Linked DNA regions of Sus scrofa: region 2 is linked to region 1. A link is a contact called in public Hi-C data. All regions are on one chromosome and are shown on one strand. Each heading gives the region's core, a stretch centred on a gene start, on an enhancer-like site or on the middle of the called end of the contact. The rest is flanking DNA. Distances are from core to core; before and after follow the strand shown. Region 1 has its middle 250 kb from the start of TTC8. Region 2 has its middle 200 kb from the start of FOXN3.

Region 1 (4,435 bases), core at 890-3,389:
TTCATTTTCTTGTTAATTATCTGTAGTTCTAAGTTTCCTACAATGAATGTGTTATTTATTCAGTCAATGGTTATACATTTAACACCTCTGTATACCTGCCCCTAAGCTAGATATTACGATAAGGTGGGGGGAAAAAAAGTTAATATACTTGTCCCCATGGAACTTAAGAGTCTAATAGGGGAGACATGTATTCATCTCATTGTCTCACACACACACACATGTAAAACTGCAATGTGATAAGTGCTAGAAATGGGAAGCATGTGGGGCATAGAAAACAGAAATGTGACTTAGGCAGAAATGCCAGGAAAGGCTTCATGGACGATGTGACAATTGAGCTGAGCTCTGCAGAATGAACAGGAGTTAACCAGGTGAAGTGGTGTGATAAAAAAAACTTTTAATAGTAATAACTTTGTTTTATTTCTCAGGTTCTGCCTGACCGCCATAACAATATTAGGTAATATTTAGCCTGAGGACCAAATTACCACTGACCTTGATATAAACAGCCTAGAGGTATACAACAGGAGCACCAAGTTGTCCATCAAAACCCCCCTCCCCATAGTCTGGGCTGTTACTGGGACGTGGCCACCCTGCCAGGACTCATTTCTCAGCTCCCAGCTCATTTCCCAGCTCCCCAGCTGTGTTCATTTGGCCCTGTTCTTGCCAGTAGGATTGAGCCCCAGTGAGGGCATCACTTCTGGGCCGGGACTGTTAAGAAACAGGTTGCCTTCCCCCTACTGGCTCGATCCCCTCCCCCTGCTGATGAGGCTGACCACAATGGGACCCTCGGAAGAAAGCTGTCACCAACCAGAAACACCTGCCTTGGGACACTCGCTCAGTGTTATGTGAACACAAAATAAACTATAATGTCAAGGTGCTGAAAATCTGGAGACATATTTGTTACAACAGCTGTGTTATGCTGATTAATAGAACATATATTTTTAAAATGAATTCAGCATTTCCTGATTCACACATGCACACAGCCTACCTTTCCCTGGGTGGAATATTTGCTTTGTGTGAATTGACCTTTGGGCTCAATTTTCACACCCCCGCCCAACCCTCTCCCTCACCGCCCCCCTACCCTGCTCCTTCCACCTGGCAAGGCCTTTGTTGTGTGGGTCCTGCATGTCACAACTGGTTGGTGAGTTTGGTGGAACTGCTTGATTTTATACACTATTAATTTTGCTTGCCTCTCCACTTTCATGGATCCTTATGGGTACTGCTGGCATTTTCAGGATGAGGAATGTCTTACATAGACCAGAGGTGTTCTGCTGGAGCCTGAGACACATTGCCTTGAAAGAATACCATGTTTACTCACATAAATCTAAAAAGCGACATTTGTGAGGGTGGGCGCAAGACAGAGGAGCCTGATTTGGGAGCCAGTGGGGAGCCACTGTAGGTGGGCTGGTAGGGGAAGGATATGACTGAAGAGGTGTTTTAGGAGGATGCATCTGATTGTATCACAGAGAAGACATGAGAAAGAAAATAGCACAGAGGCACAGGGAGGAACCGTGTGATAACCCAGCTGTGAAATCATACTTGGGATGGCGCCAGTAGGAATGGAGACAAACAGGTGACTAGGGGAGGCCGAAGAAATGAGCACGCAACACTCAGCCACTGTTCCCAGCTCATCAGCTGCTCTAACCACATCCCAGAGGTGCCATATGCCAGTTCACTCCTATGGCTCCACCAATACCATCTAACCTGCAAAAATAACAACACAGACGTCAAAGTTATGGCACTGTCTTTTTAAAAGACTGGTCATAAGGAAAAAAGGAGTAATTGCTTCAGTAATCAGAAATGAGACAAATGAACTACCTTCCCAGATCATTTTTAGCAGCTGAGTACTCTCTGGAGGGGAAAGAACTGCACGTCTGAGTTGGAAGGGAAAATGAAGTAAACACATTTTTTTGTACTGGAAGAGGAAAATTCGCTAAAGTCTAGGGGACTAGCCTACGAGGACAGAGAAGATGTTTTCTGGAAGCACTGAAGAGTCTCGTCTGCGTATGCTTTGCTGGAGTAACAATCGGCCCGAATCCCAGCCCAGTCCCCCTCGGTGACCTCGGCTCTTCCCCGCCCCGCCCGGGTGATTCCGGGTGATCCCGGGTCTACCCGGCTGCAGACGGAGGGCTGCTTTCTGTTCCTCAGATGCGCATGCGCACCCCTCCCTTTGCCGCCCTACCCAGCTCTCGGCCAGGTCTGGAGCGCTCTTCCCACTGGCTTTCTTTTGCCATTTACGCTTCACCTTAAAAAGCCACTTGGAGAGGACCTCCCCACCACCCAATCAAAGCAGCCACGTTCCCCCCACCACCACCCCATTATCCCCTCTCCTGTCTCCTTATTGTACTTCTCAGAGCACTGATTTCTCTCTGCTGTCCCTTCTTTTATCTACTCGTTTGCTTATTGCCAGTTTTTCCTGCTAGAATGTAAGCCCCCTGAGAGAGTACCTAGCCAGTCCGATTCCCCACAGTAGCTACAGCATCTGCAACAGTCCTACTCAATGCGGATGCTATTAAATTTGTGCATCACTGACTGACCAAGTCTAGGACCAATGAGGAAAACACTGGATGAATTAGCCACCTCCCCACACCCCCAAATAAGTTCTCTCTCCTCAGAGGAGCTTATTCAATGAAAGATTTTTCTCCCTGTGGTTACATTTGATTAAGAAATATGTTTTCACAATTATGCCTGAATTTTTCCAGTCTGGATTTCATATCAGACGGCTAGACTCTAGGAAAATGGAAGGTTCTTAATCAAGGGGAAAAAAAAATCCAAACGTTTAAAATCATCTCTTGGGGAAGGATAACCTGAAATGCAAGTCATGAGTTTTATGCATGGTCTTCTCTGCTCCTATTAGTTTTTCTCTCTTTTTAAAGTTACTCTATCTTCTTGATAGCAGCTACCCCACAGTTATACATGCATTCAAAATTCAGAAAACACTGAATCAATGAGGAGGAGACAGAGTTTGCAATCTGTGGGTCTGAGAAGTCCAAAACATCCTGTTTGTCACCACCTCTGGGAAGCCTTTTCTGATTCTTCCAGGCAGAATTGCATTTTTTCTTTCCTTGCTCTCATTTCACTATTCATTTCACTCTCTAATCACCCTGGTGTCCAGCACCAATGAGACACTTAATAGGCACTTGATTAAATTATTGCATAAATGAATACAATTTAAATTATATAAGGAAAAAAAAAAAGCTGCCAGAATTGGGGCAGGTTTTAGAAATCACCTAGGCAATGTTTCTCAAAAATACAGTCATTTGCATCTTCATCATAAGTTTTGGCATACTATTAATTCTTACAGGTTTCTTTAGCCAACCTTTCTACTACTTAAGTATGTTTATATTTTATAAAAATTAGCATCATAATCATAAATGGCAAACTGGCATGACTTGGCATCAGTAAAAAGCAATCCCCTTACCTTCAAAAACCCATGAATGAGAAATATTTTCCTTAAAATCTAGCTGGAGGTTATTTGCTGAACTGTGTTCCCCTCTCCAAGTTCCTGCATTGAGGCATTAACACTCCCTCCTCCCATCCCACACCCACAGTACTTCCGAATGTGACTCTATTGCGACAGAGGACCTTAGAGGTAATTAAGTTAAATTCAGCCCTAATCCAATCTGACTGTTGTCCTTATAAGGAGATTCGAACAAAGAAAGAGAAACCACAGACACACAACAAGATAACCAACTAACTTGCAGTGAGAAGATATACCCTCTATGAGAGAGAGGGAGAGGGAGAGGAGGGAGAGCCTCAGAAGAAACCAACCCTGCTGACACCTTGATCTTGGACTCCTAGGTGCCAGAACTGTGAATTTTGGTTATTGAAGCTCCCAGTCCGTGGTGTTCTGCTATGGCAGCCAGAGCAGAATAATACACTGGGTATTACTGGCAACTAAAGACACTGAGCCTAAAGTCTGCTCTCATTTAGTTGAAAACTGAGACTATGAGAGTAAGAAGAATACTAAAGACCCACTGTCCCCAGCAGAGGCTTTCTCCTTGACAACAAATCAGACAAATTAAGTAGAATTTAAAAGGAAATGACTTTCCACTCTAAGGTTTATATCAGTGAGCCTGGAAGAGGCTGTATTTTTTCAAATCTCTCTCTCTCTCTTTTTTTTTTTTTTAACAGCTGCACCTGTGGCATATGAAAGTTTCCCATATGCTAGGGCTAGGGGTCAAATCGGAGCTGCAGCTGCCAGCCTACGCCACAGCCACAGCAACACCAGACCTGAGCCACATCTGCGACCTGCGCCATAGCTTACAGCAATGCCAGATCCTGAACCCACTGAGCGAGGCCAGGGATTGAACCTGCATCCTCACAGACACTATGTTGGCTTCTTAACCCGCTGAGCCACAGTGGGAACTCCAAGTGTCTTACCACCTTAACAGTTTATTTCTTACTCATGCTGCTTGTCCCACACAGGTCTGTGGGG
Region 2 (4,435 bases), core at 973-3,472, 550 kb before region 1:
GGATTCCTCAACCTAACCCACCATTCTAGTCTGATCTATTGTAACCACCTTCTGAAGGCAGAAGATGGCACTAACTAAGAAAGGATACCCCGTGAGGTTGGGGCACCATCCTTCATGAGGCAGCATGTGCCCTAAACTGAGAGCCATTATTTTGTGTTGTGTCTCCAGGGACTTGAATACACAGGTTCAGGAACCAAGAGGTAGAAAGCGAAGGAGCCTGGCTCACTGCCACTCTCAGGGACCTTTTTTGTTAACGCATCCTTCCTGTCCTCACAACCCCAGGGCATTGGGCCTAGAGGTTCATGCCAGGGAACACAGAGGAAGAGTCCCACTAAACTTAAAAACTACTGCTGCAGTCCTCTTATTTTGGACTCTCTGTGGGCAGAGAAATCTATGATCATGCTGGCAGAGGCAACTGACCCTGATCATCACGGGAAGGCAGGGCTGCTGTTACATAACCAGGGGAGGAATACGTATGGCACTCAGCTGATCTGCCAGAGTGTCTCTTGCTACTTCCAAGCCCAGTTTTAACTCAAAATAGGCAGTGACAGCAACCACTTCCTAAAAGAGACCTGGCAGCAAGGAGCTCAGCCCCCTAAGTGTGAAAATTGCGGCCCCTCCAGGCAACCCCCCTAGACTAGCAAAAGGGCTAGTGGAGGATGAGGGGAATACAGAATAGATGGTAAAGAAGAGAGATGACGATTTTTAGTTATAACCTTGGGACCAGCTGCAGGGGCAAGAGCTATAGTTTGTCCCACTAGATTTGTGACCAGTTAGAATCTTGAATAAGCTGGGACAAGATGGAAACTTAACCAGGGAACATGTGAATCTGAATGCTGCAAGGGGTGGACTGTAGTGTATGCTTTTGGTACTTTGCCCAAACCCTCTCAGACCCCCTTTACTTGTTCACCGTCCCCATCCTCTAGCTTCCGGGTGCTTCTCTCCTAATGGCTCACACCTCCAGCCTTCAAAGAACTACCCTTAATCTATTAGAGTCCCTTCACCTAGACTCACCCTGGAAGTGTTGGGTGTTCAGGAAGGCCCATCGCCAGGGGCTGGTAAGAGCAGGGGTGTAAAAACCCAGCTCCCTTGCTTCAGGGCCGAGCAACTCTCTGTGTAATTTGTGCCCCACAGCTGCCTCTGGATCAAGCTGAGGCTGGAACTTGACCTTACATTCCTGCCTTGCTTGCCTTATCCTCCTGCCCTATTCTGCTTCCCTTATTTGTGTCTTCTGGAAGCTTGTCCTTAATAAATTACTTGCACAATCAAGAATCAAGACAAAACAAGACAGTTTCCTAATAGCAAATAAACTCTCTGTGCACAGGCCCTGTTTGGGGGGGGGAAATCTTTTAATCTCCCACAATACGTAGCCCACCATGGGATACACACAACAAGTTGATCTGGATTTTGGCAAATTCTTTGGTTTAGATTCTCTTCCTTTAGTAAGAATCTGAGAACCCTAAGTTGCAACTCCCTTGCTACATTACAGACTGGGACATCTGTAAATTATCGATGATAAATCAGTGTAAACTCTATGTGCCAGGTTTTCTGGACAACCTCGATTTCAGCTTCTCCATCTCCTTGTCAGACCATTTCCAGACAGCGTGTCCCAGTTGGTGTGTTGGTTGGATGGCAAAGGACGGGACGATGTGCTAGCCAAGAGGCAGCTGACGGAGGACACTTAACTATTTAAAAAAAAAGCAGGGACCTTGAAGTTAAGCAAGACTGGACATCAAATTCTGGCTCCACGCCAACCGGTTCTCCGACCGTAGCCACATTTTATTCATGTTCAAATGAAGGTACTAGCTCCTGCTTCACAGCACAGAAAATGAGTTCATGTATGCCAAGTGCTTAACATTGCTCCTCGACCTAGTAAAGCTCAAAAAAGGGTTCCTTTCAGAAGGCGGATAAAGGTCCTCAGCGGAGTTTGGGGACGTCACTGTCCTTACACAGCCAGTCCCGGGAGAGGCAATGCCGAAGTGTTTCCGTTCATTTCTCCTCTGCGGGCACAGGACACAAGCCAAATGAAGAGAGGACGTCTTCCCGGCCGGAAGGGTCGACCTCAAAGGAGGACGGCCCGGGCCCTGGGCCACCATGTAGCTCCTCGCCCGCCGCTCCGACCCTCCCCCACTTCCCTCCGGGCTGGGCTGAAGTAGGTGAAGGGTGGAAGCCTAGAGACTGCGCCGCGGAGGCGGAAGGCCGCCGCCGGTTTCCTAGCAACGGCCGCCCCGCCCCATCCCACCCTGCGTGGCGCGGCGGCGCCGGGAAGCGGGGGGCGGGCCGCCGTTGCTATGGTAGCGCGTCCGCCCCGCCGGACGCCGGCGGAACCTGCAGGAAGCTAGGGCTCTGGGCCCCGCGTGAGCTGCGGGGCGACCTTCCCCCACCCCACCGCCAGCTCCAGCTTCGGTCCGGCGGGGACCTGCGCCATCTGTAAGCGTGGCCGCCGGGCTGCAAGGCCGCTTGGTCCCCACTCGCTTCCCAGCCGCCTGGGCCAGCTAACGGCCTGGCTGTCTCGTGAGGACAGAGTTGGTCATCCGGGCCAGGTCTAGGCTGAATTAACTGTTTTGGAATTTCATTGGACCTTTTTTCCTCTACCGTTGCAAGAGACACGTACATGTGTGTACACACACACACACACACACACCCAGGGTCCCGTTCTTTTCTATCAAGTGTTTCACCTGAAGGATCTTTAATCTTGGAAAGAGAATATGCAGAAAACAGAGCGGCTTCCAAAATTAGCCTTTTAAAACGACACTACAAATAAGTATCATATTTCATGAGGCCCATTTTTAAACTGAAAATGCCCATGGCTGGAAGGGTATTCTGGATTCTGGACTTGAATTTGCATTCTTCTGAATTCCTCTCTGCAATGATCTGCGTTTGGGCAATTCAGTTGTGGGGTATTAAATTTAAACGTATTCGCCTCTAGCTAGTGTTGTGTGTTCTGATTGCTCTGTTAAAGGACCCACTCACAGAAACAAAGCCACATGCTTCTCAGTCATCCTCCGGCTCGGCTAGAGAGTATTTTTAAAAGGGGCGGAGTCAGCCACGTGTTTGTGAGTTTAATCAAATTGACAAGGGCTCTGAGCGAGAAAAGCTTGCTATCTAATGGCAAGACAGCGTTAGGTACATAGAGATGTGTTCTTTTTGGACTTATTTGAATTAGAGCTTTTCAAACAGAATCTTCTCTTGCATATATTTTTCTCGATATGCTGCAACTGGAAAATTTAAATCAAAAATCCTATTTCGTATATTCATTTTTATGGTAAATGTGTCTAGGCTGAGATTACGCATTTTCCTGATCAACGAGGAAATGCGCCGCAATCACTGTGAATTGAGCACCTTGCTGATTGAGCAACACTTGAACCTGGAGGCAAGAACGATCATAATCTCAGAATGAGAATCCTCCACAGTATATTTCACAAGCGTATTCACAGCTAACCTTTTTCTACCCTAAAGGATCATTCACTTGGAACTTTTTTATTTTGCATTTTGCCGGAATGCTTCATCTCTTAGAAAGCCACTTTCACATACTTTTTCACTTGGAAATGTAATTGTGTTGGGCAAATGATCATATAATTTATATTTGTGTGTAAATATGTGTGTTTCTGTATTTTTCCCTGGTGTCAAAACAGAACTTTTATTTCACATGGTGAAGAGTAGAGGATAAATTCTGAAAGCTAGATCAAGGATCTGAAAATAATGGTTTTATGTTTAGCACTAACTGAAGAAAAAAGAAGGTATAACACTATGCAGACCTAAGTACTTTTTTGTGCATAAGGCAAATTGCTAAATCTGCTTCAAATTTGGTAAAGTGTTAGATAGTAGAAACAATAACAGTGTATTTTATAATAAAATATTAGCATTTGCAAACATTAGTTCTTCTTTGGTAATTTTCACTGATAATTAAATTCATTTGCTATCTTCAAGTTCTTTTCACATAAGTTATTCATCAGAGTGAGCATAGACCAACCTGATTGCAAGATCTTGGTCAGAGGCGTTCCTACTCTGGGACAGTGTGTTGGGAATCCGAGCGCAATGACTCAGATCGCCGTGGAGGCACTGTTCGATCCCCTGCCCAGGGCGGTGGGTTAAAGGATCCAGCGTTGCCACAGCTGTGGTGTAGATTGCAGCTTGATCCTTGGCCTGGGAACTTCCAAGTGCCACAGGTGAGGCCATAAAAAAAGAAAAAGACCTTTTTATGCCTGGCATGGCAAATAGAACTGACCAGATCAGCTATTTAACTGGTTGGTTATTCTCTATACATAGGAAGAGGTTTAGTTACACCTGTGAGTTAGCCTAACCTTCACTCCTTAAAATTCATTGACCACTTTGGAAAGTTAAATAGGACTCATTGCCTGCCCTACTTTATTAGGAATATGTGACTGTTAAGACTCTCATTAGGCTAAATCATCTCCATGTAGCCATTCCAGTT

What was found. Hi-C and Micro-C count contacts between places; a contact is called where the count stands out from the background.
Region 2: a contact with region 1 is called in a Hi-C map of embryonic fibroblasts, with 1.4 times the contacts expected there. The contact joins two enhancer-like sites. A contact is called at or near these places in 1 of 47 Hi-C or Micro-C datasets (embryonic fibroblasts) and 2 of 2 datasets of contacts at active chromatin or transcription factors (alveolar macrophages and skeletal muscle).

What each region holds. Positions count from the first base shown.
Region 1 is chr7:110,981,180-110,985,614 of Sscrofa11.1, reverse strand. No RefSeq gene overlaps it. Among named protein-coding and RNA genes, the nearest start is that of TTC8, 250 kb to the right of the region's middle. Within about 2 kb of position 2,139, at least 48 of the 83 cell types and tissues checked have an H3K27ac peak or open chromatin away from gene starts, as enhancers often do. A contact at or near this core is called in embryonic fibroblasts and skeletal muscle, where this site is marked.
Region 2 is chr7:111,534,343-111,538,777 of Sscrofa11.1, reverse strand. No RefSeq gene overlaps it. Among named protein-coding and RNA genes, the nearest start is that of FOXN3, 200 kb to the right of the region's middle. Within about 2 kb of position 2,222, at least 76 of the 83 cell types and tissues checked have an H3K27ac peak or open chromatin away from gene starts, as enhancers often do. A contact at or near this core is called in embryonic fibroblasts and skeletal muscle, where this site is marked.